5 separate regions of the Sus scrofa genome follow, and regions 1, 2, 3 and 5 are each linked to region 4. Evidence: chromatin contacts called from public HiChIP or PLAC-seq and promoter capture Hi-C data. All regions are on one chromosome and are shown on one strand. The core of a region is the stretch at or near the end of the contact, and the rest is flanking DNA. Distances in the headings are between cores, read along the strand shown. Region 1 holds the start of LRRC42 (leucine-rich repeat-containing protein 42). Region 2 overlaps LOC106510717 (a long non-coding RNA gene). Region 3 holds the start of TMEM59 (transmembrane protein 59). Region 4 holds the start of SSBP3 (single-stranded DNA-binding protein 3). Region 5 overlaps TCEANC2 (transcription elongation factor A N-terminal and central domain-containing protein 2).

Region 1 (4,946 bases), core at 550-3,049, 430 kb before region 4:
TATATAAGCTACATTAAATGGAGGAAGTTGAAAGAATATTGTTTCAAGGAGAGATAATTTAGTGAGAGAAATGTGACTACAAGTTTTAACATCACAAGTCTTCAAATGTAAAAAGTATTAGAATTTTTCACTAATAACTGATGATAATAACAGGGAGAAATGCACTCAACAAATATGAATTCCAGAGTTCTCTGTGGTGCCATGGATTGAAGATTTGGCATTGTCACTGCAGCAGCTTGGGTTGCTGCTGTGGTATGGGTTCGATTCCTGGCCTAGGGACTTCCACATGCTGCAGGCATGGGCAAAATAAATAAACAAACAAACATGAATTTTAAGCTGGATGACATCATAGATATAAGAAATTTCTAGCAAAGAGAAGATTTTTAATCTTTTCCAATCCTGGAAGTGTACAAGAAAAGGTAATAACCTATGAAAGAAACTAAAGAAAGAATTCTTGCACTGGGGTTCCTTTAGAATGACTTGAATTCTAGGAAAGGTAGATTAGGAGCAGATAATACAAATACTTGAAAGTCAGGTAAAGAGAGTAGGCTTTAGCCTATAGTTCAGTGGTTCTCAATTGGACTGGTGGTGATGCCTTAGATGCCTTATCTTGTCCCAGTGCCATTTATCCACCCTTTCACCTCCAGTTCGCATGTCCTTTCTTTCCGCAAACCTCTCTGCGCCAAGTCTTCAGTTCACCTTCTCCCCGACCAGCCACTAGCTTCTGGTAACTCTTTGATTCCTCAAACCCTGTCCCATTACATCATCCACCGGGAACGTGTGTAAATTCGAGAAGCGCCATCCTCCCTCTCCCCAGTGCCAGCCAGGGCCTATAGCTTGGCATATCACTTGAAAGGCAATCAGCCCTGACCCCACATTTTCCCCTCCATCCCAAACCCTTCTCTTCAGTTCAAGGCCATTTCGAGACCTCCATGGGCCCTGAACATTCATAACTTTGGACTCCTGGCGCCAAACTAGATAAAATATCTTAAATGAACCCACATCTTATGTCAAACATAATTCTGAAGTATGAACTTACGTTCCAGTGGATAGGTTTCATTTTCATACACTTATAATTTCGACTTGGAATTGATTTTCCCTTTGTGTGTGGGGGGGTCAAAACATTTTATCAGGCCTAGAAAAAGTTCGTGCGCTGGTTCTCTGGTACTTCGAAGAGACCTGCGTCAGACTTCCCCCTTCCCGGTCCCCTCACGAGCCAAGCCTCAGCGACCCCGGCGATCCGCCTCCGCGCCGCGCGTCCCCTCACAACCCCCGCCACGCTCGCTCGCTCGCTCCCTCCTCCACCAGCATCCCCTTCTGTCGGCCTCGCCCAGCCAGGGTCCCACCTCCCAAGGTGCCGGGCGAGCCACAAAGCCCGGATCGCCTAGGCCTCCGGTTAGCGACAAACGCGCTTACAGTCGAGCTTCGTTTCTCTCTACCGCCCTGCCCACAACTCCGCCTCTCCCCTCTCCGCCGGCCTCCTAGGAGTTCGCTGGCTGCTGCGCAGAATCTACTCCCGGCTCTATGCTCCACCCCTCCCTCAGACCCCGCCCCGTCTCGCCCCACCCTGCGTTGCGCGCCCCATTCCCCAGCCCCGCCTCCCTCCCGCCCAGCCTCCTCGAGATCCCCAGAGCGCTCAGCTCTTCTCCCGGCCTGATGCTCCACCCTCCCATAGGCCACGCCCCAGGCCACGCCCCCGTGATCTTTGGTTCGCGGGCTGAGTTCCGCAGCCCCGCCCAAGGGCCTGTCCCTAGGTAAGCCCTGAGCACGCGCTGCCTACCCTCCCCCAGCTCAGCTTGATCCCAGGGGCCTGCGAGACCCAAGAGACCCGCCTTCGTGCGAACACGCACGCGCAGTCCCCACCTCTCCCGGCTCGAGCCCTAGGCCCTCAGGTCGCCAGCCCGGGGCCCGGTCCCGCCTCCAGGCCCGGCTCCGCCCCTCATGCCGGGTCTCGCGCGCAAGCGCGCCTCCCCTGCCCAGTCTTCCCTCCGCCCCCGCCGGCCCCGCGGTCCCAAGGCGCCAGGTCGCCCCCAGCCCCCTCCCTCCTCCCGCCCACTCTCTGTCCCACCCTCCTCAGCTTTGTGCCGGGGGCGCGGAGCCGCTTCCCCCCTCTGCCGCGCCGCGGGAGGAGGGACCTGCCACCGAGGAGCTGCCGGGCTGCCCCAGGCGGGGGTACAGGTAGGTGGCGACCGCGGGCTGGGCCTCTCACGTAGCCCAGGGCTGAGAATGGGGCGGGTGCGGGGTTTGAGGGAGGGGTGGGATGGGGGAGGGGGAGATCGAAAGGGACGAAGCTGGGGTGTGGTTGGTGAAAGATGTGGAGATGAGGATATAGGGGTGTCAGAGGTGGGTTTAAGGGTAGAATTGGGGTGCTGGGGGAGTGTATGAGGGCGTGTGAAGATTGGGGTTCAGGCCTGGGTGGGAGAAGGGAGAAGGATTAGCTTGGGTGAATTTGAGGAGGGGCATGCGTGGGAATTTCGACCGAGGTGGAGGATTGCAGTGCTGGCGAAGGAGGGGAAGAGGGAATCGGATTGAGGGGTGCCAAGAGGGAAGGGTCTAGGACTGGAATGGGAGAAGGGGTGGGGTCTTGGGGGTAGGGAGGAAAAGTTGGGGCCGCGGATTGTGAAGTTGGGCTTTAGTGAGGCGTGAAGAAAGGAGATCTTGAAGGTTGAGGGCAGAAGACAAGGAAAAGATGGAGAGATTGGGGTCCTGGGAGAGGGAATCTCAGCGAAGTGGGAGGAAGGGGCGAATACATGGTGAAGGACAGAGCAGGAGTGCATAGGGATGAGAGTGGGTGGGGGTGGAATGGTCTAGGAAGGAAGGAGCCGGGTGACGGTGGGATTGGGTCGGAGGGATGGGGGAGCCACATTTCAGAAGGGTCCTGGAAGGATGGGTAGGGCGGGAGGTTGGAGAGGTGGGGGCAGGGTAGCTGGGAGTGGAGGAAGGGAGAGGGTTAGGATCCTTGGTGTGGAGATTGGATTTTGTGTGTGGTACTCTGGAGTTGGCAAGTGGAAAAAACTGTCCAGGGTCAGAACGTAGGAGAGATCGGCCTGTTCCAAGAGGGAAGTAGGAGCTACGTATGGGTGAGAAGGCAGGTAGGGAAGTGCAAGTTACAGGAAAAAAGAAATAATGCGTTGAAAACTGAATAATGGCGGTGACCCAGAACAGTATAAGATTGTTAGTTATTTTTTAAAAAAAAAAAAGATTGTTAGTTATTGGTGGTTTGGAACTACTTTCTGTTCAGGTTTTACGTTGGAGATTTTCTCAAGAATACTTCGTTTTCAAATAAACGAAGGGTGTCTGCAGCCTTGGGTTGAAGGCCATTGGTTGACAGATTTTTTTTTTCCTGGTGTGTGAATGTGGGTAATTTCTGCCCTGGCAGAGGGAAGAAGGGAGGCCTCAGTGTAGCTCTGTCCTGGCTCTGTTCCCACCAACTCTTTCCTCAGATGTCCACTGGTTTTTTTATCTCCTCCCTGCGCCCCCCCCCCCCAGCTTGAGTCAGTGAATACCAGAGGGATCAAACAGGTGGGTGAGATTAATTTTTAACATTTTTTTTTATCCTTAAGGCTGATGTCATATTTTTATTCTTGAGAGACAGCATCATACAGTGGAAAGAGCTTGAGCTTTGGAGTGACACAGCCTTGAGTTTGAATTCTGGCTCTGCCGCTTACTAGTTTTGTTCCTTAAGCAGTTGCTTTATGCCTCTGAGATTCTTAATCTGTTAGGTGATGATCTTGACCTCATAGGATTGTTGAGGATTACATGAAGTCATTTAGTATAGTATCTAGCACAGTCCTTGGCAACTGGTAGGTGCTTGATAAATGGTAATTATCACTCCCACTGTCCATATCATCATAATCTTAGTGTGGTTTATTATTCCTAGGGGATTGTTACTTTACCTACTAAAGTGAGGTGTTTCCTTCTCTTTCTTTTCAAATCAGATAACTAGACTCAGCTCACAGTTTTAATCTTGTTGTCTCCTTCCCTGATTCCCTCCTTCCATCCACTTGACTGGATAGTCACGATTCTTGCTTGGTAAACTGACTTCAGAATCTAAAAAGCTGTCTCGTTTAGTTATCAATTATTTTATCTTTCCTCTTGTTCAGAGAGGCTGTAGCAAACTGAGTTTTTAATTTAGTGAGTAATGAATTTTATTCATTTGCTGAAAATGCTGTGCTTCATGGTAACTTTAACTCATTTGTGGTGACCAAATACTAGAACATGCACTATTGTAAAGTAGTTTTCTATGAGATTATATGAGTTACAAAACCACCTCTCTGGAGACAGCCTGGGAGGCTATCAGAATGCCCTGTTCCTCTGTTGCTGTAATATCAAATATAGCCAATGTAGATCTCTCCTGGACATGGTTATCCTTGCAGATACTACTTTAATTTTCTAGTTTGTATAGGATTTTTGCCATGATACAGAACAGACCCTGTCTCCTGAGGGGCTCCTTTATAACAGACCACTCTGTATGGCAAACAGCCAGGCCCAAGCAAAGCCAAGTTAGAGAAACTATGTGGAATTTCCTTGCCTTTATGGTTCTTAATCTTGAAAGGCTAGTTCTTAGATCATTTTATAGTACTTCACAAACTCTCAGGAAGCTCCTTATTGGGAGAATGAGCAAATTTAGTAGTAGAAATCAAAGGTCACCAGGATTTCCTGAACCATGGTCAGTTCCTCAAGTACCATAGTTGAAGAACAGAAGCCTTGGGGCTTCTAGACAGATGATGTGGGTTTACTCTTCAGGAAATATTGGATTTTTTCATCATTTAGAAAGAGAAATTGCGTTTGATGAGTAATTTAAAGGTAAAACAGCCAGAATTGTGCCTTTTTTGAAAATGATCCATGGAAGCAAAAAGCTGCCAGGATTTTGAGGCAGCCTGGCCTAGCTTCCTCACTCGTCCCAAGCTGCTTGTGCCCTCTGCTGGATGGAATCAGACTTTTCT
Region 2 (5,242 bases), core at 2,201-4,700, 280 kb before region 4:
TGTAGGTCGCAGAGGGTTGCTGTGGCTGTGGGGTAGGCCAGCGGCTACAGCTCTGATTTGACCCCTTAGCCTGGGAACCTCCATGTGCCGCAGGTGCAGCCCTAAAAAGATTTTTTTAAAAAAATGTATTAGGTTACAACTACAAATGTGCATTACAGTTGCTGTCTGTTTTTCTCATTCACTCTCCTCACTTGCTCTGTTGTAAGGTCTGGGCTCTGCAGACAGACCTAGTGCCTGGATTCAAATCCTACCCCACTGTTTCTTTGCACGAATAATAGTAGTTAATGTTTAGAGAATTAGAGGAGAAAGTACATGAAAACAAATCTAGAAAAATGCCTGGCATAGAGTAATTTTCAAAAAAAAAAGTGTCTACTATTATTCCCAATTTATAGGTGAGGAAATCAGGATTTGGGGAGGGTAGGGAAGCTAGTGGCAGAGCCAAGATGGGAGCCCTACTCCCCAGTCCAACTCCTGACACCCTCTGTGCCTCCTTCCCTCTGAGCGCCAGCGCCGTGGCCCAGGTCCTGACTCATGGTGGGTGCTGGGGTAGTGCCTCTTGAAGGAGACCCAGAGAACTGGCGATTGGCCACGAAGCTGGTTTACTCCCAAACAGCGTGTGTGGTGCCAGCACATCAAGAGCCTTTCTACATAGTGGGCTCTGTCCCAGGAGAAGACATCCATGACAGCAAAGAGTGGCCACATGGCCCTCTGGGTCCAGCGGGCTTCATCCTGAAGCCAAAATCATAGCAGCTGCTTTCCCTGTCGTTCTGAGAGAAGCAGCTGTGTCATCTATGTCCCTAAAGAACAACTCCCAGCTGCCTTTCCAGCTGACCCTCCCCCCCCAACATCCCTCCCTGCCCTTCCTGGCTCTCAGTCATGACGTGCTCTTTCATGCCTCTTGCCTTAGCACAGGCAGTTCCTTGTGCCTGGATGCCATTCCCTCTCCTCTGCCTGATGAGCCTCCTGGTACTGTGAGTCCTTCTGGGCTCCTCTAATACTACATAATACTACTAATTTTAACCCTGTCCTGGAGTTCCCTCTGTGGGCACAATGGAATCGGCGGCATCTCCACAGCACCAGGACTCAGGTTCAATCCCCTGAGTCAGAGAAAGGAATGAACCCAGGTCTGCCTGACCTGCAGGCTAGAAGTTTTCCCAGGGCCAGCACAGCCACTGGCCGCGGGCTTCCTCAGTAGTAATATTGGCACTACAGGGACAGACTGGCAGGAGGACCCAAAGCTTTAACCCAGCACAGTGCGTTAAAGTATCCAGTGCTGTTGCAGCTGCAGCTCCGGTCTGATCCCTGGTCCAGGAACTCCATATGCCCCGGGGCAGCCAAAAAAAGAAAAGAAATACACAAATAAATACATAAATAAAATAATAATTTTAACCCTGCCTTGTTCCTAAAAGGCTTTGAGTGGAGAGCGCTTTGCTTGTTTCTGTGCTTGTCTCCATTTGCTGCTCCAGATCCACACTCACTGTTCACCCTGCTCTCCGCCCAGCCCTCTGGTTTCAGCCAGGAGTAGTCTCCTCTGTCCGGGGGAGTCTGGAGGGGCCCCCGGGCTGGCCGTGTCCCTCCAAGCGCAAGCTGCCTCCTCTCCCCTTTCAAGCCAGAGGACGGTCAGAACCCCGCTGTTTACTGGCCCCAGTTGCTGCACTCTCCCCTGCGGTTTCTCTGTACTCTGCCGGCACCTTTGTCAGCTGTCCCTTTATTAAACTCACTTCGGATTCCCGAATTCAGTGGCCTGTCTGCTGGTTCCCACTGACCCTGACTGATACGGTCCCTTTGAGCAGTGTGTACCTTAGAGCTGGCTAGTCCCCCCAGACGTGGGCTCCTGAAGGGAGGGGCCTGTCTGAGCCAGTCTGCACCTCCATGGGCAGAGCAGCACCCAGAAGGCGCCACACACGTGGGGTTGGATGAAGCGAGTTGCGTGAAACTGTCCAGCCATCCATTCACTCATTCATTCTCTCATTCAACCACGACGGCTCAATGAGGCTGCATGTGCCAGGCTCTGGCAGCGGTGGACAAGGGGAAGACAGCCTTCTTGGAGCTGGCATTGTGGAGGGGAAATGCGCGTAAAGGGGAAAAAGCAAGCACACCCCCACACCGTTTCAGAGGGGTACAGGAGTTCCCGCTGTGGCTCAGCGATCACGAACCCAGCTAGTATCCATGAGGACTCAGGTTCGATCCCTGGCCTCGCTCAGTGGGTTAAGGATCCAGCATTGCTGTGAGCTGTGGTCGCAGACATGGCTCGGATCCAGTGTTGCTGTGGCTGTGGTGTAGGCCGGCAGCTGCAGCTCCAATTAGACCTCTAGCCTGGGAACCTCCATATGCCGCAGGTGCGGCCCTAAAAAAAATTAAAAAAAAAAAAAAGGTATCCAGAGGGGTACAAAGTGACAGGTGTAGGGGCTCAGTTTTAGACTTGTGATGGGGGTGGGGCAGTGGGCAAAGAAGCATGTGCGGGAGCCACACCAGGCAGTGCCCTGGTGCCAGGACATTGCACACAGAGGGACCAGGAGCTAGCAAGGCTGGGGGTGGGAATGATCTTGGTTCACTGAAGAACAGCAGGGAAGCCAGGAGGCCAGAGCAGATTGGGCTCAGGGTGACTCCTAGGAGTGAGCAGGGACTTGCTATCTTGTAAGGCCCTTCAGCTCTGGGATGGGGAAAATCCTCAGGGAAGCGCCTGCCCGGGCCTGGGCCTGCCAGCAACCCCCCTGAACAGTCCTGGAGGAGGCCCTGAGTGGGGCTCGCTCCCTTGTTTCCTCAGTCCTCACGGCGACCTCACGAGCTGGGGCGGGGCAGGGGGGGGCTGGGGTCTTTCTACCCCTGGTCCACACAGGAGGAAACTGACCCTCAGAGAGGTTAAGCCACCCGCCCAAGGTCACATGGAGTCAGAGAAAGGAATGAACCCAGGTCTGCCTGACCTGCTGGCTAGAAGTTTTCCCAGGACCAGCACAAACATTGGCCGCGGGCTTCCTCAGTAGTAATATTGGCACTACAGGGACAGACTGGCAGGAGGACCCAAAGCTCCAGGCCACGCAGCCAGTAAGGATGGAGCTGGGGGTCTGAGCTGCGCTCTTTCCACAGCCCCCTGCCCTCTGAAAAGAGCAGATGGTAGCGGGGCAGGAGAGCTTTGCCGTGCCCCATCCCCACCTGGCGCCCAACACTTCCAGGGCCAGGGCACATGGGCTAATGGGTATCATCTCAGCCCCTTCATTTCTAGAGACATTGTGCGGCATAAAGACTGTCATTTCCTGCGACTCATGCAGGGTAATCAACGTGCCGGCTGCCCGGAGGGCTGGGAATGGCAGTACTGAGGCCCGTTCATGAAGATAAAACCGCCCTCGCTCTCCTTGCCATTCAGTCCTTCCCAGCCAGACTCAGCCCTTGTGTCTGAGAGCATCGGCTAAGTGTCCCAAGAGGCCCCAGCTTGCTGCATAGTCCCCTAACTCAGGGAAGTACTGTCTCCCTCAGCCTAGTTTCAACACGTCCTAGCCATGTGACCTTGGGCACAGAACTTCCCCTTTCCAAACCTCAGTTTCCTCATCTGTGAAATGGGGGCAATTATGTCTGCCTCACAAGGTGGCTTAAGTGAGATGACACATCTTAAACCCCTGCCCCATAGGCGTGCTTAGGAATAGTAGCTGTGACAGCGACGACAGTGCTGGGGGTGATAGTGATGCTTGCCATGATTTGAAAATAGGAACCCTGAGGCCAGAGAGGGGAATGGGCTCCCTCAAGGTCACACAGCAAGTCAGCAGCAAAGCTGGGCCTAGAACTTGGGTTTCTAGGCCAGAGCTTTTGCGTATTACCACTGACTCATGGGTCAAGGATAAGTGAGTTTCGTTGACTCCTTCCATGGATGGGCACTGTCATCCATCATCTCATTTAATCCTCACAACAGAGAGATGAAGTATGTGTTATTATTATCCTGACTTTGCAGGTGAGAAGGCTGAGGTGTCTACCCAAGGTCACGCAGCTAGCAAACATTGGAGCCCGAGATGGACCAGGAGTGGTCTGCCTGCAGAACCTCAGCCCGGACCTTGGTGCCAGGGCCCTTGAAGAAGACCAGCTGCTGAGGGTGAGGCCAAGGAGCCCAGCTTTGTGTGCACACACAGTCACACACTCAGCCCTGCCACAGGCTGGGCTGTTGTCCCCCCATTCTGAGAAGTTGACAAGGATAGTGTAAGCTTAGGTCCAGCGGTCAACCCAAAACCCAGCCCATGGGCCCTGGAGGGCAGAAACCCATGGGCATCCTAGAGAGTGTATGGTGTGTGTCTAGTCCTGCCCAGACATGGAAATTGAGACCTGGGAAATCTGTGAGGCTTCGCAACTCAGGCTGGCTCCGTGGCTGGAAGAGTCTGAGAGTGAGAAGGTAGCTGGCAGAGAAAGAGGCTGGGGCCCCTGCCCCAGACACCCCAGCATCTCCTGCTGGCATGTTACCCTGACAGACCTTTAAAGCATCATGTCGCTACACCCTCAGCAAGGTGTGGTTCCCTTCTGCAGGTGGGGATGGGATACCAAGGCTCATAGAATCAAAGCGGCTCGCTCAGACTCATTTAAAAAAGAGTGTGGAGTCGAATCTGGTTCTCCCAATGTCCAGGCTACCCTTTCCTCCTTGCTTGATTCATTTCTTGCTTTATGGGCTCTTTTCTCTCTAGCTCTTTTCTCCGTGAGTTACCAGCTCCTCTGCACCCCTGGCCCTGATTTGCTGACACTTGACTGTAAGCATCGTGAAGTCAGGAATCGCCTTTGATCAGCTCAGCTCTGGGTGTCTGGCACCTGTCACAGCAGTAAGTACAAGGCTGGAAATCTGTGGATGTTTGCTGGATTGTTTAAGGAACTGTAATTGAACTGCATTTTTTAAAATTGATGCCAGTGGCTGGCACAGCCAATTTGGAGACTTCTATTATGAAAGGACTCACTTGAGTGATTCATTATGCAAATATAAAGGTGAACAGGGGAAAGTGATGTATTATAAATATATTTTTGTTTATTTTTCATTAACAAGATTGCTCCACTTCTTGATATATAGGGCTCTGGGGAGGGCTGGACCAATTTGCATAAGGATGCAGAAGTCTTCTCACAGGGAAGCATTGGGGAGCCAACCCCTGCTCACTGTGATGTAAACTTAGAAAAATACGGGTGGCCTGGAGTAGTTCTGAGTAGATCGGAGTAGCTCTGAGTGAAGTCCAATGGCAGGAGAAGGTCCAGATGGCTCCAAAGAGGAGGAGGATGGGCT
Region 3 (5,371 bases), core at 2,197-4,696, 350 kb before region 4:
ATGATTTTATTTTCACATCATTAATATTATGCTGTACTATCTAATAAGTAGACATAGCTATTAAGAATCTTTTTTTTTTTTTGCTTTTTAGCGCTATACCTGCAGCATATGGAAGTTTCCAGGCTAGGGGTTGAATCGGAGCTACAGCTGCCAGCCTGTGCCACAGCCACTGCAATGCCACATCTGAGCCACATCTGCAACCTACACCACAGCTCACAGCAATGCTGGATCCTTAACCAACTGAGTAAGGCCAGGGATCGAACCTGCATCCTTATGGATACTAGTAGGATTCGATTCCACTGAGCCATAACGGGAACTCCCAAGAATCATATCCTTACGTCAATTATACCCCAATAAAACTAAAAAAAAAAAAAAAAAAAAAAAAAAAAAAAGATCAGATCCTTATTGAATACGTGTTTCATGTTCTAGATAATACTATTAATCCAAGCAAATATTTCATGTCCTATGTTTCCAGAGTGACTGGCAAGCTTATATAAAATATACCTCTACTATCTTAGAGCACAAGGAAATGATGCTCCCCACCAAACCGATACCAGCTAAATAATTAGAAGGAAACTTAATGAACCTCCCTTAAAGAATGAACGCTAATATCTATAGATCTGACATGCATTTTCTTATCCTGAGGTAAGTCGAGCTAACTATTCTCCTCCCTCTTACTCAGCACTACTAATACACTACACATACCATACTGGTTTTATGACATTTGACAAAGGAAATAACCATTTGTTGCCATGTGTTAGGTACTGTGCTAAGAGTGCCATGTATATTATCTTTAATCCTCACACTTGCTCTTCAAAGTGTGAGGGCTTTTGTTTTGTTTTGTTTTGTTTTACAGTTGGCAAAATGAAGTCATGAGCCATTAAGTGACTAGCAAGGACACACAGATAGTAAAAGCTGTGCTAGGAATGGAAGCCAGGTTTGTATGGTTCCAAGCCCACACTCTGTTAAAAAATGACCAGAGTGGCTCTAACTATCTTTGTTAATAACATGACTTAGGTCTTCCGTATTTGGACCCAGACAAACTGCGCAATTGCACTTTTGAAGAAAGTTAAAGGGTTAAATATTTTAATTTTCATATATCTACTTATAAAAAGGTAATACAGTATCCTGTTTTCTCGCAACAAATAATTAATTCTGAAAAAGTGGTTAAAATGAGATTTCTATTTGCCAGTTACAAATAGCAGACCAAGAGAGGCTATGTGGGCTTGTAATTTCATCTAATTTCTTACAATACCGCTGTTTTCTTCAAGTGCAAACCACAATAATTTGAAGGAGAACCAACAGAAATCAGTAAAATAAATAAATTAAATATTTTTAACACTACAACTTTATTAATAGAAGGCAGCACATTGTAGCCAGCTTTAGGCCTAAATTCCTACTACTCCAGTACTTTTAGGCTCTGTGACCTTGGGCAATTCACTTAACCTTTCAGAGCCTTGATTTCCTCAACTGTAAAACTCAACTTCACAGGATGAGAATTAGGGATAATGAAAGTAAATCTCCCATCATTCCTGGCTAACAGAGAACAGACAGTTAATACATTTTAAGTCCAGGACATACAGGGAGTCAGATGATTTAGAGTTTCTGGGGAGAACAGCTTTCCTGAATAAGTAAAAAAACAACTTATTGATATCACATCAATTTTTACAAAGTACTGGATGCTATAAAAGTACTTAACAGTTCCAGAAATGAACTGTTAATTATTTTCCTAGCACGTGTATTCAAATTACCACAAATCTGCTAGGAATATCTCAAAAAAGGAAAAAAAAAAATCAACCCAAACATCCAATAGCTAGAAAGATACACCTCATACAATCCTCTTAATTATGAGAGGTTTAAAGAAGAGAAGAAAATGATGTTTTCCGGAGCAGTACACACTGAATTAAGCCTGGAAGTCAAAATTGCTCATTTCTCTCTTGACTGCTATATTTGCCTCTGATGGAAAATTTGATAATCCCCTCTCCCACAATTTTTCTTGAAAACTGGTAATCCTAGCAATGTAAAAAAGCAGTAAACAGACATATGGGTAGTGAGAGCATTTACACTTTTCATTTCAAAAGCCTGAAAGTGCATGCAAACATTTTAAACCTGTCCCCCGTAGTCGCTTTGTAGTTTGAGAGAGCAAAGAGGGCTAGCATACAACATAGGGAAGCTGAAGGAAGAACAAGGGCAAAAAGACCAGCAAAAGCTCTTACGAAGAAAGGCCGTGGGGGGAGGGGCATGAAGCCAAATTATATATTCGGAAGGGTGGAGGAAGTCACTAAGGCAATTTAGAATGTTGAGCCAACAGTTTTTTAAGAAGCTGCAAAAACAACTTGAAAAGGGGAATTGAATTAAGGACAGAACCCGTGGGCAAAGGGTGAGGGAGAGGAGGAGATAGGGTCATTCTCTCTATAAGCTGAGATCCCCTGCGAGGGGCACTCTCATTTCGTTCCCACTCCACGAATTCCCTCTGCCTTCTGCTGCACTGCACGTTAAGTTCTCTGAAAGCAGAAACCTAACTGCTTTTTCTCTAAACCACCCCAGCCCCCCCGGGGGGGGGAGGCGTCTTGCACAGTTATTCAACACAGACGGAAGGCCCTTCCAGTGCAGTCTCCCAACTCTTTCTTAATACATTTCATTCTATGGTGGAAATGCCTACTTGTTTGACTCCGGGAACAGAGAGCACGCTCCCAGCCCTAAGACGCGCTCAGGGAACAGGCATTGAGAACAAACCTTTGGTGGACTGCTGTGGCTGCTCCTAGCCCTCTCCTTCCCACCGCTCCCCTCCCCCCCACCATCCCCGACTCCCCTGGAAGGTGAGGAGCTCGCATTAATCCTCCAGATCCTCCTCTCCCTCCGAGCGTACGTCTCCCCTGCCGCCCCGCAAGCCCCCAGAAGAAAGGGGTCCTGTCTTGCTTATTTTTGTGTCCCCGAGCCTATTATAAGGTAGGTGCGGCACAAACTTCCGGTAATCACAGCAGGATCGGATTGCGGGTAGGATTAGGGAAGAAAACAAGAACCACACGGATGAGAGACAGCGGCTGAAGGATGGACTGAAGAGCCAAACTCTCAGAACCGACAGCGGACAGATGAGCGGCCAGGGAGGGTTGTTAGCCCGGTTCGGACGGGCCCTACCTTGGGGTAGGTGTGCAAGGGGTAGGTCAACTGACAGGCCCGGTGACAAGATGCCGTATCACCCAAGACCGAGTCAAACGCTTCAGCGGAAGCAGTCCCTGGGCCTCCGGCCAGGGCCATGGTCAGCAACAGCAGCGGCAGGAGCCCCAGTTGGGCCCGGACCCAGAGGCTCCCTTTCGGCGCCGCCATTTTGTTTGCCTCTGTCACAGCAGCTCAGCTTGTTGCTGTTTTCTTTTCAAGGTTTCCTCCTCCTTCCAGGACCAGCCCCTTCCCCGCCCAACGGGCTGCTGCTTCCGCCTCCGCGGTCTACTCAGCCCCGCCCAGACCCGCCCGAATCTGCTGCCTTCCGCCGCACCTCTAGGTCTATAAACTTCTAGGTTGGCCAGAGGCGGTGCACCCAACTCTCGCGAGTGCTAGAGCGAAGCGCTCCTTCCCTCCGCGGGGCACGCTGGGGCATGTAGTTCTTCGCAAGCGGGAGACGCACGGTGGGTCGAGAAAGTTGGTCTAGGAGAACTACAGCCGTCTTAGAAACGCCCGAACTCGCCCCTTCGCGGTGCACTCTGGGGAGTGTGATTTGGTTTAGCCGCTCCCTCCCGCGTTCCGCCTTGGAGCTCCGCTGGCGGGTGCAGGCTTTTCCGAAAAAAAGGAAAAAACAAAACAAAACAAAACAAAAAACCACGGCGGTGGGAGGAAGCGTCGGCTTAGCTCTCACCCCCACAGTCCAGGTTTGGGCCCTCAGAGGGTGGGTTCTGGAGGGGTCCGGCTGCTTGCAGGGCTGCTTTTCCTGGTGGGTCTCACAGGACATCGTTGTTAAGCTTCCCCTCTGGGCTCCTGCGTGCTGAGAGCAGAGGAAGATGGTGTTTCCCTTTCCTCTAGGGTCCCGAGCACGACAGTCTTGTTTAGGGTCCTTTGACCACCCAGCAGGTCCTGGAGATGACTGGTTTTTGTGAGGACCGGCTGGTTACTAGGGAAACTCTTTGGATTGTGACTTTGGTGGGGTGGTTATTAAGAGAGCTTCATTGAACCCAGGGGAACTCTAACCTGCCACAACCCAACCTAAGATGGAATAGGCTTTTCAAGTCACCAGGCTCCAACCCTGGTCCATTGTTGGAAGGCCCCGTGCAGCGTGCACTTCTGAAAGCTGGACATCTCCTAATTCAGGAAGTAAGACCGGTCGTTGTATACGGATTCAGTTTTTAGGAAGATGTTTCTTTTACATCTTCTTAAAAGAGGAAATCTTCCTGTAAATTCCAGTCAAGGGTCCTCTTAATTCAGGAATGCTTTCAGAGTTATAGAACCCAATTGGGTCACTTTAGGGAACTCACATCACAGAAGTTTTGATGAGGTTTTAGAATCTGCCCTCTTTCTTGAGCAGTACACGGTGCAAGCACGTGAAGGTAGTTGGAGTTCCTAGCAATGGATAAATTTGTCATTCGAACGCCCAGAATCCAGAGTAGTCCTCAGAAGAAAGATCCTGGAGGAAAGATTTACAAGCAGGCCACCATTGAATCTCTGAAGGTGAGAGGGGCTCTGGGAGTGGAGAAAATGTGCCAAGGACTATAATAGCAAGAAGGTCTGGAGGAATTCTACTATGGAAGATCTATGAATTATTTTTGCTATACGTCCCCCCAAATTGTTCCTGACCACTCCTAATTTGTTTCCCTCATAGTCTGTTTATCAATTCCTGCACTCCCTTACGCCTTTCTAATTACTTTGGCTTTGTGGTGTGTTTTTCCAGCTCGTAAGATAAGCCCCCAAAGTTACTCTTTTTTTTGCAGAATTTTCTTGTCTGTTAAATGGAATATTCATGTACCAGGTATGAGTCTGTGTAACCCTGTGCAAACTCAGTAAGACTGAGTGATAGTACAGTTCCCTCGTATCTTGTTGGACAGAGCAGTGTCACATGGCCTTCACAACTATAGTTCAGACTAGAAAAGAGACTGTTTAAATGGACTCTTTGCAACCTCAAACTGATTTCTGTTAGCAAGGAGGAAGTAAGGTATAAATACAGGATAGACAACCAAGAAGGAATCAATGACTCTAAAGTACCCAATTAATGGTCATTATTACTTCATTAAAAACAAAAAACTGGACTTCCCTGCTGGCCTACCTATTAAGGACTCAGTGTAGTCACTGCTGTGGCTGGGGTTTGATTCCTGGCCTGGGAATTTCCACATGCCGCAGGTGCAGCCAAAAACAAACAAAAACCCCTCACCAAACCAAAAAGTTCTTT
Region 4 (5,236 bases), core at 568-3,067:
GCCTCGGAGTGCGATGTACAAGTCAGGAGTTTCTGCCCGAGCACCACGCACGATTCAGTAGATTCTCAACAGGAGGGGACAGAGGAGGCAAAAACTTTTAGGCACCGACCTCCTCTGCCCTCTTCCCCCTTTGCCAGGCCAGGCCTGAGAACCCAGGGGTGCCCTGCTCTGGGTGACGCTGAGGGCTAAGGCATGGGAAGGGGGGGGTCTGCTCCAGACCGCACGTCTTTGTTCACTTAGACCTGGGCCTCGGAACAAAACAAACACACACACAACTATCACACAAACTTACCACCACCACGAGTGCAAAAACCCAGGCGGTTCTCCCAACGTGATGTTTTTTTCCCATCGAATCTGGAAGGGAGAGAGCAGAGACAGCTTAGAGGAGCAGAGAGAAGGGGTGGGCTGGGGGCTTCCCGGAGCCAAAAGGCTGTGAGGACCAACTAACAATAAATGCCAAAAGGTGATAAAAATTCAAAATGGTGGCCACAGTGGCTGCTCCAGAAAACAAAGGCTTTAAGAATAGTGGGGACGAGGGGGTGTCAAGAAATTGGATGAGGGGGGAAGTTCCACTCACCTCCGATAAGAAGGTCTGTGCAGATTTCTGTGCTCCTACATGCAGTAAATATTCGTAGACGTATAAAGCTAACCTGGAAAGTGGGCAGGGGGCACAGAGAGAGAGAGAGAGAGGGAGAGGGAGGGAAGGCGTCAGATCACACCGGGTGCTCGCTCCTGGACCTTGCCGGCCGGCTCCCAGCCCTGTCTACGCTGGCCCATTGTGGCCCCAACCAGAGGTGAGCAGCTACCTCGACCCTGCCCGGAGCCACGGGTGCGAACAGCTAGGGGATGGGGACCAGGAGAGGCGTTACTTCAAAACGCAGAGGCTGAAGAGCAGCCCCCGAACTTGAACTTCCAAGCAGCGTCGCAGCCAAACCCACCGAGATCTCTCAAACTCGCAAGCCATCCGACCCCCAGAGCCTCGCTTCTTTTCCCTACCCACTCCTTGCCACCCTGTCTCCAGGTGTGAGAGTCGGGGAGACTCCGTCCGGGACTCTGGGGTGCTCCGCGCGCTCCGGAGAGGACAGCAAAGCGCCACCCTCACCACCTCCCCCCAAAACAACTGTCCCCCAAGCTTGGAGCCAAGCCGGCGCCGCCGTCCCTACCCAGCCCGGCGCCCCGGAGGGCCCGGGGCCGGCGGCGAGGCCGAGGGCAGGGAAGGGAGAGCTCTCCCGGCCGAACAAAGCCCCCGGCACGCACTCCTCACGCCGCGGGCGGACAAAAGGAGCCTTCGGGGCTGCAGAAGCCACGCGCCCTCTGCCCGCGCCCGGTGGGCAAAGTGCGGCCACCGCGGCGAGCGCCCCGGCTTGGGTGGGCGCCCAGGCTCGCTCACGGGACCTCGCCCACCCCTCACCGCAGGCCCTCGTGCCCGGCACGCCCCGCGGCCCCCAAGTACCCCATCCTCCGGCGGCGCCCCCCGATGCCCCAACCTCCGCCGGCTCCCAACAATGGGCTCTCCCACGCCGCCCGCCGCGGCCTCGGGAAGGGGCCAGGCAGGCGGTGCCGGGGCCCGGGGCCCGGGACGCAGCAGCCCCCGCCCGCCCACCTGCCTCCCACCACCCGCCCGCAGCCCGGCGGCAGCGCGGCCGCCACTTGGAAAATAGGGCTTACTTTTCCCGAGCCTGCCCGTCCGAGGGCACCGCCGAGCCTTTGCCTTTGGCAAACATGTTTTGCAGAGAAGAGGGCGCCGAGCCTCGCCGCCGCCGCCGCCGCCGCCGCCGCCGCTACCGCTCCGGCTGCTCCCGAGCTGCCCCCTCGCTCCCGGCCCCCTCCCCGGCGCTCGCTCGCTCACTCGCTCGCGCTTTCCTAGCCGCGATCCCCTCCCTCCCCCCCAGGCGCTGGCTCCGCGCTCTTTCCAGCTGTCAAAGCGTCAGCCCCGGCCGCGGCCCCATTGCCCTGGAACTCCTCCCGCGCCGGCTCGGCCTGGGGTGCCGGTGCCGCCGCCGCCGCCGCCGCCGCTCGCCCGTCGGCCCGGCTGCCCGCTGGCTCGCTCGCGCGCCGCCCGCCCGGCTCCGCCTGCGCCGCCCTCTGCGCCTCCAGCACCGCTGCCGCCGCCGCCGCTGCCGCTGGTCTACTTGGAGCTCAACCGAACGTGGCTACCCGGGCGAGGGAGCTAGGCGGGCGTCAACGTCCCGCGATTGATGGGCGCCTAGACCAATTGGCACGAGGGGGCGGGCCCGGGGCGGCCCGGGAGGGACGCCCTGTCAGCGCCCGACCGCGGCAGTCCCCGCTGCGGCCGCCTCCGAGGAGCCGCTGTTCCTGCTCCTGCGAGCGAATCGGGGGTGTTCGGGGGCGCGAGCCTCTCTTTGCTGTAGATGTGGGGAGGGGACACGAATCGGGACGGGGGAGGTCTAGTTTCCCAGCCCCTGCGAGGAGGGGTCCCGACCCGCGCTCTCCAAGGCTGGGACCACTGGGGGGCGAGGGGGGGCGCTGCGGCAGAGTCGGAGGGGAGGGGGCGCGGACCCCTGAGCGGAGCGCCGCCGGCTCCCTCCCGCCACGTCCCTCTCCCTTATCTGCCCCTCACCTCCCCCCGCCGCAGCTTGCGCTGGCCCAGCCCTTATCTCCCCCTCCCCCTCGCCGGTCCCCCACCCACCCCCACCCCCGGCTCCGACCCCGACCCCCTCCCCAGACTCCTACCCTCCCCCCTCGGCTGCCCCGCCCCCTGTCCTCTCCCTCGCCCAGTCTGGCTTCGGAGCGCCGGGCCCGGGGCTCCACGCTGCGAACTGGGCGGCTCGAGCCGGCGCCGAGGCGCGCGGCTGCTCCTTTACTAGATCATTAAAATACTTTGGAAAACCCCAAAGTGGAGTCGCGCGAAAATGGCCCTTGGCCTGCTTTAGGGAGCCCGGGAGGGAGGTACTGAGGACTTGGGCTAAGAGAGGGCAGAGTGATCGCTCCCAAATTTCGGAGGTCTGCCCGCCCTAGTAAGTTAGACCCCTTCGGCTTCTCCACGGGAGACGGTGCTATCCCGGGGTAGGAGGGCATCACCTGGGCGCCCAGCGATGCGAGATGCGCGCCGCAGAAATCTGCAAACTTCAAATAAATGGAGCTAAATTGGGGAGTGGGAGACGAGAGTCAGGAGTGGGGGGAGGGGAAGCTTCCATTGTCAGTGACCCAGGTGTACAATGGGAAATTGAGGGGGGGAGGCTGGCAGAGTGACCCAGCTATTTGCTGCTGACTCCTTTCTGCCCACGCCAAGAACCCGAGGACACACTGAGTGTCCCTCACCAGAGACTCTCGAGACCAGAAACCAACGAAACAGGGGAAGACTCCCCCATTTTCAGACTGTTTTTAGAGCGCGGTTCTCTTTAAATGCGATAAAACACTGTCGGCACTGTCTCTTTAAAAGAGTCAAGCAGAAAAAGCTGTGTAAGCGCTGATTGGCTGCCTGTTTGGATACATCTTTAGGGGAGCCTTGAAACTGTTAGCCTAGGTTGATTTTTTTTTTTTTTAACTGCGCTGTTCCAATAAACAAGTAACGCCCCTCCCCCTAACATGCCTCGCACCAAACAATTAAAGGATAGGTCAGTGTCCTGGGGAAAACACGTTTCAAGTAGAAGAACTCAGAACAAAATAAAGAATCTTTCACTACCATTAAAGTTTGCTTATTTTAATCTGTCGAGGAGAGAAAAGAGGTCTTGAAAAAGAAATGCCCCGCAGCAAACGGATCTGCATTGGTTCAGGAAGGAGACTGGGTGCATTTTTGGAATAATGTTCTACTCAGTGTAACAGCCTCCCTAAATTAGAATACAGCCAAGCCCTACTGACGCCTCTGGACGCACTCTATTCTCTGCCATGACCTAGGCAGGGAAAGGGGGCAGAAAAAGGGAAACACTGAACCCCAGTCTCTGGTTGTCTGGGTGTTAGCTCCTAGTTTAAAGGTTGTTTTGTGAATGAGAGAAGCATGGAGGTTGAGAGGCAGTTGAAACACAAGCATAGGGGAGAGAAGGAAATAATTACAGTTATTTTTTCCCCCAGGCCATTTAATTTAATAGGGCTAACTTAAGGTACCTTAGAGCCCACACTAATTAAATTGGCCTGCTCATACCCTTCCCCTGGACTTCTATTTTTGAAGGACTAGGAATGGCCAGGGTTGGCTTGTCAACATACTGACTCACAGAGAAGCCTGACTCATCTTGGGTCTGCAAGGCCCACAAATTATGAGTATCATGAGTATGGGTTAGGTCCTGGCTAAAGGAAAACACAGCCCTTCTCTGGCCCTGCTACGTCAGAGTCTCTACCGAGTGGACCATGCTCCGTCAGCTGCAGGGGTGCAGCGTAGGCATATCTTTTGGGGCATCATTTTCCTCACCTGTCAAATGGGCAGGGGGATCTTTAATATCTCTTGAGATTCTGATGTTCTATCTTTTTCTTTCCTCACTGCCCCACCCACCCACCACCCACCCCCCAAAAAGGACAAACACCTCCTTCCAGAGCAAGTGTGGTATGCATTCAGGGCACCTGTGCCAAGTAGAGTGTCCCTGTAGTCTGCCCTTCTCTGGGGCTTGACACAGAATGTTGGTAGGTTCGTAGTGGAGCTAAAAGAGACAGTGGGAGGACCCAGACAGAGCGAAGAGGGTGCCCAGCCTGCTGGAGAGAGGGGAGCTGATGGGTTCCTGGGAAGCAAGACCACTCAGCAGCCTCAACCAGGTGTGCAGGTGCTGGCACCATGGTCTGAAATGCAGTCAGATGGACTTCCCTGGTGGGCTAGCAGTTAAGGATCCGGCATTGTCACTCGGGTGGCGAGGGTTCAATCCCTGGTCTGGGAACTTCCACATGCCCATGCCGCAGGCATGGCCAAATAAATAAACAGATAAATAAAACACCATCGGATCAGAAGGAAAGACCCTACCTCAGAATAGCAGCATCTCTGTGGAGGGCCTAACTTGACAGGCAGGCAGACCTCAGAAAGTTGGCAGCAATCGCTCTCTCTTCGCTTAGCCCAAGTCCCCCATACCTTTCCCCACTGGATGCCCCAGTCCCCACATTCCCCCACCCACCCACCACATCGTCTGGCCTAGTGTCTATATCTGGAGTGCCTTCCTCCCCAAGCCCCTTCTCTGATGATTCTTTAAGGCTTACATCCCCTCCAAAGCCTCCTCCTCTACGAAAACCTCCGTGCTTTTCACTCCTGGAGTAAAACCCATCCTTCTAACCCTCTGCTTGGTCTTCTTTTGCTTGA
Region 5 (5,684 bases), core at 605-3,104, 330 kb before region 4:
TGGGTACCGTCTGGGAGACAACTGCACACAGGTTATGAATACCAAGAGGTGAGGCTCAGTGCGGGCTGTCTTGTAGCCTGGCTATCGCACATGTATTTCTTTTTTTTTTAACCTAGATATATTCTACCTTCTGGAACTGCAGATATATGTTCATTTACAGAAGTTTTACAACCATTATCTCTTCAAAAGCACACCTCTCTTTCATTCTCTCTAGTCATTTGTTCTGGGATTCTATAATTAAAAGTATGCTAGACCTTTTATTTTAGCTTGAATGTCCTCTTGTCTCACATAGAATTCTGAGCAATTTCTTTAGGTATATGTCTTCCAAGTCACTGATTCTCTTTTCAGTTGACTCTAATTTGTTATTTCACCCATTCATTGAGTTCTTTCAAAAACTATTTTTTATTTTTACAAATTTTCTTTTACCCCGAAAATCTGTTTCTTTTAAATGTTATTTGTATATACTTGTGATTGTGCCTTTTATTTCTTTTAGCATTTAATGTATAGTTCTTCTGTATTCTTCTGACTGTTCTAGTAATTGAAATCCTTGGGATTTAAACCCGTTGTTATTGTTTCTGCTGACTCTCTTGGTGCTTGCCTTCCCATGTGCTTCTTGATTTGTAATTGTGAGCTCGTTATTTTCTTCCGATCTGTGGGAATTCTGTGGGGCTAAATCGGAAAACCTTCCCTGGTGAAGGGATTAGCTTCTTTTTTTGTTTGTGCCAGTAGTCAAGGATGACTTAGGACCTGAAATGCGTTAGCACAGCTCTCAAGGATCCTAACTCAGGATCAGAGTCCCAGAATTAGCTCTCCCACCTCACCACTGGCCCTAAGCTAAGTATTTCAGTAGTGTTGCTGTTAACATCCACCCTTAGGTTAACCCCACCCCTTTAGCCTCCACTTACTGTTTTTTGAAGTGGTTTTTATCCAGAATCTGGTTGTGTGGCAGTGACAGGGTAGCTTTAGTCCACTGTAAAGCCTCGGACCCTAGAGAGAATAAGTGGTGGTTATTGAAGGATCTTTGAATGGAGGAGTGACATATTCAGCTCTGCAGTTTAGAAAACTCTGTCTGCCACGTGGGAAAAGTGTTGGAGAAAAACACACCTAGAGGCAGGAAGCCCCTTTGAGAAGCTACTGCAATATCTGGATGAGAAATGAGGATGGCCTGGATGGGGTAGTCGTCAGGAGGGTGGAGAAATGTGGTTGGAATCAAGAGTCGTAAATACAGTAAAACCCAAAGGACCTGAAGGTGGATTGGATGTTGGGAATGAAGATAAGAGAGTAAAGGCTGAGGCCCAGATTTCTGGTCTAGGCAGCAAGGCGGATGGCAGCACCTTTCATTAAGATAGGAAGCAGGTTGCGGGGGGATAATAAGTTCAGTTTTAGACTTAACTGTGTTTGGCAAACTGTGGGGGATCCAAGAGGAAGTGTCCAGCAGGATGTTGGCTGTACGAGGCTAACGCTAAGGAGGAACGGAACGGAGCAAATAGATACCTGAGGGTCAGCAGCGTGTAGTCAGACCTGAGGCAGTAGCCTGGGAAGAGTACGTACGAAAGTGAGGAGCCGAGCCCCAATCCTGAAGCACACCCGTGTGCAAGAGACTTGTAGGAGACGGGGGTGTGACCAGGAACAGGAGAGAGCCTGTCATGGAGTGGGAAGGAGTGCTTCTGAGGAGGGGATTGGTCAGCAGTGTCTATTGTTGTCAAAGGGCCAAATAAGCTAATTCTAAAAATTGCACATTGGATTTTGCAAAGTAAGGCCAAATGATGATGATTTTGGTAAGGACTGTTTCAAAGGCAGGGTTAAGGGCAGAAGCTTGAAGAGTGAGCAGGAGGTAAGGAAATGAAACCGAAAATAGTCAACTCTTTTTCAAGAAGTTTGGTGTTGAAAGGAAAGAGAGAGGCAGCAGTATCAGAAAGGGCATGTGGGATTGAAGAAAGTTCTGATTTTTAAAATAGGAGAGAATCTAACCTATTGAGTGACAGGTTCATAGGGAGACCTTTGCAGGGAGAATGGACCAGACTTTGCAGGGATCGACCGTAGAGATGAGATGCCTCTTATTTTGTTGCCACTCATTCCCTCCTGACTGGCTCTTTCTGCCTTCAGATGCACTTAAATCTTCCCCTTTAACTCTCTGCTTTTTTTTTTTTTTTTTTTAGACGCCTTGTTTGTCTTCTTTCTTTTATAGCCAAATTCCTTGAAAAACTATTAATAATCACAACTCCCATTTCTGCCCCTCCCACTCCTTCATTAAATTATTTCCATGTTGGAGTTCCCGTCATGGCGCAGTGGTTAAGGAATCCGACTAGGAACTAGAAGGTTGCGGGTTCGATCCCTGCCCTTGCTCAGTGGGTTAACGATCCGGCGTTGCCGTGAGCTGTGGTGTAGGTCGCAGACGCGGCTCGGATCCTGCGTTGCTGTGGCTCTGGCGTAGGCCGGTGGCTACAGCTCCGATTCGACCCCTAGCCTGGGAACCTCCATATGCCGTGAGAGCGGCCCAAGAAATGGTAAAAAGACCAAAAAAAAAAAAAAAAAAAAAATTATTTTCATGTTGGCTTCTCCCACAACCACCATTCTCTCTCAGGACACAATTATTTCCTTCTATCCAAATCCAATAGCCTTGTCTAGTTCTCATCTTCCCAGAACCATGAATTTGAAACCATTGATTGCTCCCTTTTCTGTTGACATAAATGACACAGAACTTGTTGCCAATTCTTTATCTATTTTTTAAATGTTTATTTCCTTCAAGCCCTTATCTGAGTTTGTAATTACTTATTTAATTATTTACTTAGTTGTTTTTTCTTTGCTATACAGCAACTCTCTGCCAGCAGGACCATGCAATGTATTTTACTCATCAATGCGCTTTAAGCATTAGTGTGGCATATGGCAGAAGCTTATGATATGAATGAAATCAAATGAATGAAAATGATAATTTCAAGCAAAATTTTCTCCATGGCCCTTTCTAGCATTCTCTGTTCCTATTTCTTGCCTGTCTCTGTTTCTTCTTTGTGCCCTGATTTCTTACAGGGGGTACTTTTCCATAAACCTCAGACCTCAGTCTTTGGTTGCTGCTTTAGAGCACTTAGCCAGAGAGGCTGTCCAGTTCTCGAGCTTAACTGAGGCGTTAATTCAGACAACTCTTGGGTGTACAGCTCCTATCCTGATCTATCTCTGAATCTTAGATTTTTTTGAAAACTTTGTTCCAATTTATATTGCTAATGTTTTCTTAAAATCTTACTAATTTAATAGGTGAAAATAGCATCCTGTTTTCATTTGCTGCATATAATGAATTGTTTTCTCTGTGTTTGTTGGTCCTTTGCCCTTTTTTTGTGAATTATTTGCGTTCTTTGTCCATGTACTGTTAAGATCTTATAGTTTTTGCTATCTGTTTCTGAACTTAATAAATGTCCATGTCCTAAACTCTTAAATCCATTTAGCTACTTGGATTATAAACAAGGAAATTCAGACTCAGAGTGATGAAGTGACTTATCCAGGGCCACATAGTGAGTTAGCCCCAGAGGTGTAATGAGAACCCAGGTCTCTTGGGGCAGTGTGCTTTCTTGGTTAGCAGGCTGCCTTTGTGCCCTGAACTCCAGCCATATGTGCCTTTGTTTTATTGGACATCTCTACCATTCTACCGTTCTACCATCTGCTCAAGCCCTCTTTTAAATCAGAATTTAGTGCCTTTTCTTGTGTACTTCAAATGGGAATTTTCTCCTAGTATTCCCATTTAGTCAGTGTTTGCTCTGACATAAACTCTTTAGGTGAAAATGTCCAGCAAGCGGTTGGAGATGTAGGATGGCAACTCAGATGAGAGTTTGCAACTAAAAATATGTATTTGGAAGACATTTGCCGGGAAGCCTTTGCTTAAAATCACGAAAGTAGACGAATCCTCTGAGTAAAAGAAAATATTAAAGGGCTGAAAGATTGAACTGGGGAGAATGTTCGTGGTGGGGAAGTGGGGAGAGGAAGAGGAGCCGATGAAGAGGCAGAGGGAGTGTAATTAGGGAGGGGAGAGAAGCTGGCAGTGCAGTGATGTGCGGGCTAAGGAGGAGATCATTTTGAGAGGCAGGGGAAGTGAGTGGCCTCACTGTCTGGGAAATTGAGGGCCAGCCAAGCAGAAGCCTGGTTTATTATAAAAGGAAACCAGCGGACAAGGGGTATCGAGTGAACGGCTGATGAGGCAGTGCAGTTAGGCCTTGCACTCTCAACCTTATAGGCACAGAGGCTCTACTTTTGCAATACTGTAGATATACATATTCTGGGAAGAGTTTTAAGTCAATCACATTGATCTGATTTCCATTTGTGATTGATCAACAACAAAAAACCCTCTCCTTACAAAGTGCTTTCACATCTGTGACTTCATTGGATTGATATAGCAGTTCTGTAAGGTAAATATTATTTTCTCATTTCACAAATGGGAACGCCGAGGCTTAGAGAGTTTAAAGTAACTTGCCCCAGGTCAGAAAACCAGATACTAAGTGACAAAGCTAAGATGGTCTTATGCCATATCATGCTGCCTCCGGAAACCCAGAGGTGCACTTTTGTCTGTGGCAGGCTCTTACTTCTCCTTTAAGACCCAGACAAAGCATAATCTCTATGAAGCTAAAAATGTGTCTTACTCAACATTCTGTCCCAATGTGGAATGAATAAATGAGTTAGTGAATGAATGGGTATGTGATTTGTTTTTTGTTTGGCTGTTTGTTTGTTTTGCTTTTTAGGGCCGCACTCACAGCATATGGAGGTTCCCAGGCTAGGGGTCTAATCGGAGCTGCAGCCTCCAGCCTACGCCAGAGCCACAGCAAACACCAGATCCGAGCCACGTCTGTGACCTACACCACAGCTCACAGCAACGCTGGATCCTTAACCCACTGAACGAGGCCAGGGATCAAACTTGCGTCCTCATGAATACTAGTCAGATTCGTTTCCTCTGGGCTATTACGGGAACTCTGAATGGGTAGGTGATTTGACTTTTCCAAGTTCATGGAACAAATTAGTGGCAAGAACCTTTCAAATAGCCTTCTCTTCTCAGATAGTCCCATAGATTCCCATTGCTTCAGCAATCCTGAACTAGTGATTAGCTCCTGTATTCATTTTCTATGAATAGTGCCATAACAAATCGCCAGAAAATTAGTGAGTCAAAAAAATACAGATTTATTATCTTACATTTCTGTGGGTTAGAAGTCTCAGTGAGCTAAAATCAAGGTGTCAGCAGGGCTGCATTTCTTTTCTGGAGTCTCGGGGGAGAATCTGTTTTTGCCTTTTCCTGTTTCTAGAAGCCATCTGCTGTCTGTGGTTTGTGATTCTCTTCCTCCATCTCCAGAACTGGCAATGGTGAGTTGAATTCTTCTTGCACCTCATCTTCTCTGACCCACTCTTGGGTCTCTTCTGCCTTTAAGGACTCATGTGATTATATCGGGCCCACCTAGGTAATCCAGGCTCATCTCCGCATCTCGGGGTCCTTAACTTTAATCACATATGCGAAGTCCCTTTTTCCTGGTCAGGTCACATATCCACAGGTTCTGAGGATCAGGACATGGATGTCTTTGGGGACCATTATTTTGCCCACCAGAGCCCTCAAATTATGCTGTGCTCTTTCAGGTTCTATGCTCTTGTTCACTCTACTGCATGCCAAGACTCAGGACAAAAATTGCCTCTTTCTTGGTATTCCCTGGCCCATCTGC

What was found. Promoter capture Hi-C pulls out the DNA fragments that hold promoters and counts their contacts. HiChIP or PLAC-seq counts read pairs in DNA pulled down with a chosen protein or histone mark.
Region 1: a contact with region 4 is called in an H3K27ac HiChIP or PLAC-seq map of alveolar macrophages. The contact joins the promoter of LRRC42 here to the promoter of SSBP3 in region 4. A contact is called at or near these places in 1 of 5 promoter capture datasets (fetal liver), 1 of 47 Hi-C or Micro-C datasets (heart right ventricle) and 2 of 2 datasets of contacts at active chromatin or transcription factors (alveolar macrophages and skeletal muscle).
Region 2: a contact with region 4 is called in an H3K27ac HiChIP or PLAC-seq map of alveolar macrophages, with 9 times the contacts expected there. The contact joins the enhancer-like site here to the promoter of SSBP3 in region 4. A contact is called at or near these places in 6 of 47 Hi-C or Micro-C datasets (embryonic fibroblasts, fetal skeletal muscle, omental adipose tissue and 2 more) and 2 of 2 datasets of contacts at active chromatin or transcription factors (alveolar macrophages and skeletal muscle).
Region 3: a promoter capture Hi-C map of fetal liver shows a contact between it and region 4, with 5 times the contacts expected there. The contact joins the promoter of TMEM59 here to the promoter of SSBP3 in region 4. A contact is called at or near these places in 1 of 5 promoter capture datasets (fetal liver) and 1 of 2 datasets of contacts at active chromatin or transcription factors (alveolar macrophages).
Region 5: a contact with region 4 is called in an H3K27ac HiChIP or PLAC-seq map of alveolar macrophages. The contact joins the enhancer-like site here to the promoter of SSBP3 in region 4. A contact is called at or near these places in 9 of 47 Hi-C or Micro-C datasets (alveolar macrophages, embryonic fibroblasts, fetal heart ventricle and 4 more) and 2 of 2 datasets of contacts at active chromatin or transcription factors (alveolar macrophages and skeletal muscle).

The regions. Positions count from the first base shown.
Region 1 is chr6:158,335,155-158,340,100 of Sscrofa11.1, reverse strand. LRRC42 (leucine-rich repeat-containing protein 42) reads left to right here and starts at 1,799. Exons shown (of 8, transcript XM_021096606.1): 1 at 1,799-2,178. It overlaps HSPB11 (intraflagellar transport protein 25 homolog), which reads right to left and starts at 1,319. Exons shown (of 7, transcript XM_013999370.2): 1 at 1,040-1,319. The coding sequence starts at 1,066.
Region 2 is chr6:158,188,784-158,194,025 of Sscrofa11.1, reverse strand. LOC106510717 (a long non-coding RNA gene) reads left to right here. Exons shown (of 3, transcript XR_002345187.1): 2 at 3,944-4,081; 3 at 4,662-4,772. Among named protein-coding and RNA genes, the nearest start is that of CDCP2, 18 kb to the right of the region's middle. Within about 2 kb of position 3,450, at least 1 of the 83 cell types and tissues checked has an H3K27ac peak or open chromatin away from gene starts, as enhancers often do. A contact at or near this core is called in alveolar macrophages, where this site is marked.
Region 3 is chr6:158,260,068-158,265,438 of Sscrofa11.1, reverse strand. It overlaps TMEM59 (transmembrane protein 59), which reads right to left and starts at 3,446. Exons shown (of 8, transcript NM_001044558.1): 1 at 3,139-3,446. The coding sequence starts at 3,327. It overlaps TCEANC2 (transcription elongation factor A N-terminal and central domain-containing protein 2), which reads left to right and starts at 3,607. Exons shown (of 5, transcript XM_005665408.3): 1 at 3,607-3,863; 2 at 4,514-4,656. The coding sequence starts at 4,555.
Region 4 is chr6:157,908,180-157,913,415 of Sscrofa11.1, reverse strand. It overlaps SSBP3 (single-stranded DNA-binding protein 3), which reads right to left and starts at 1,817. Exons shown (of 17, transcript XM_021096596.1): 1 at 1,669-1,817; 2 at 578-650; 3 at 293-354. The coding sequence starts at 1,724.
Region 5 is chr6:158,237,806-158,243,489 of Sscrofa11.1, reverse strand. All of the region lies in intron 3 of TCEANC2 (transcription elongation factor A N-terminal and central domain-containing protein 2), which reads left to right. Among named protein-coding and RNA genes, the nearest start is that of TCEANC2, 21 kb to the left of the region's middle. Within about 2 kb of position 1,854, at least 5 of the 83 cell types and tissues checked have an H3K27ac peak or open chromatin away from gene starts, as enhancers often do. A contact at or near this core is called in alveolar macrophages and retroperitoneal adipose tissue, where this site is marked.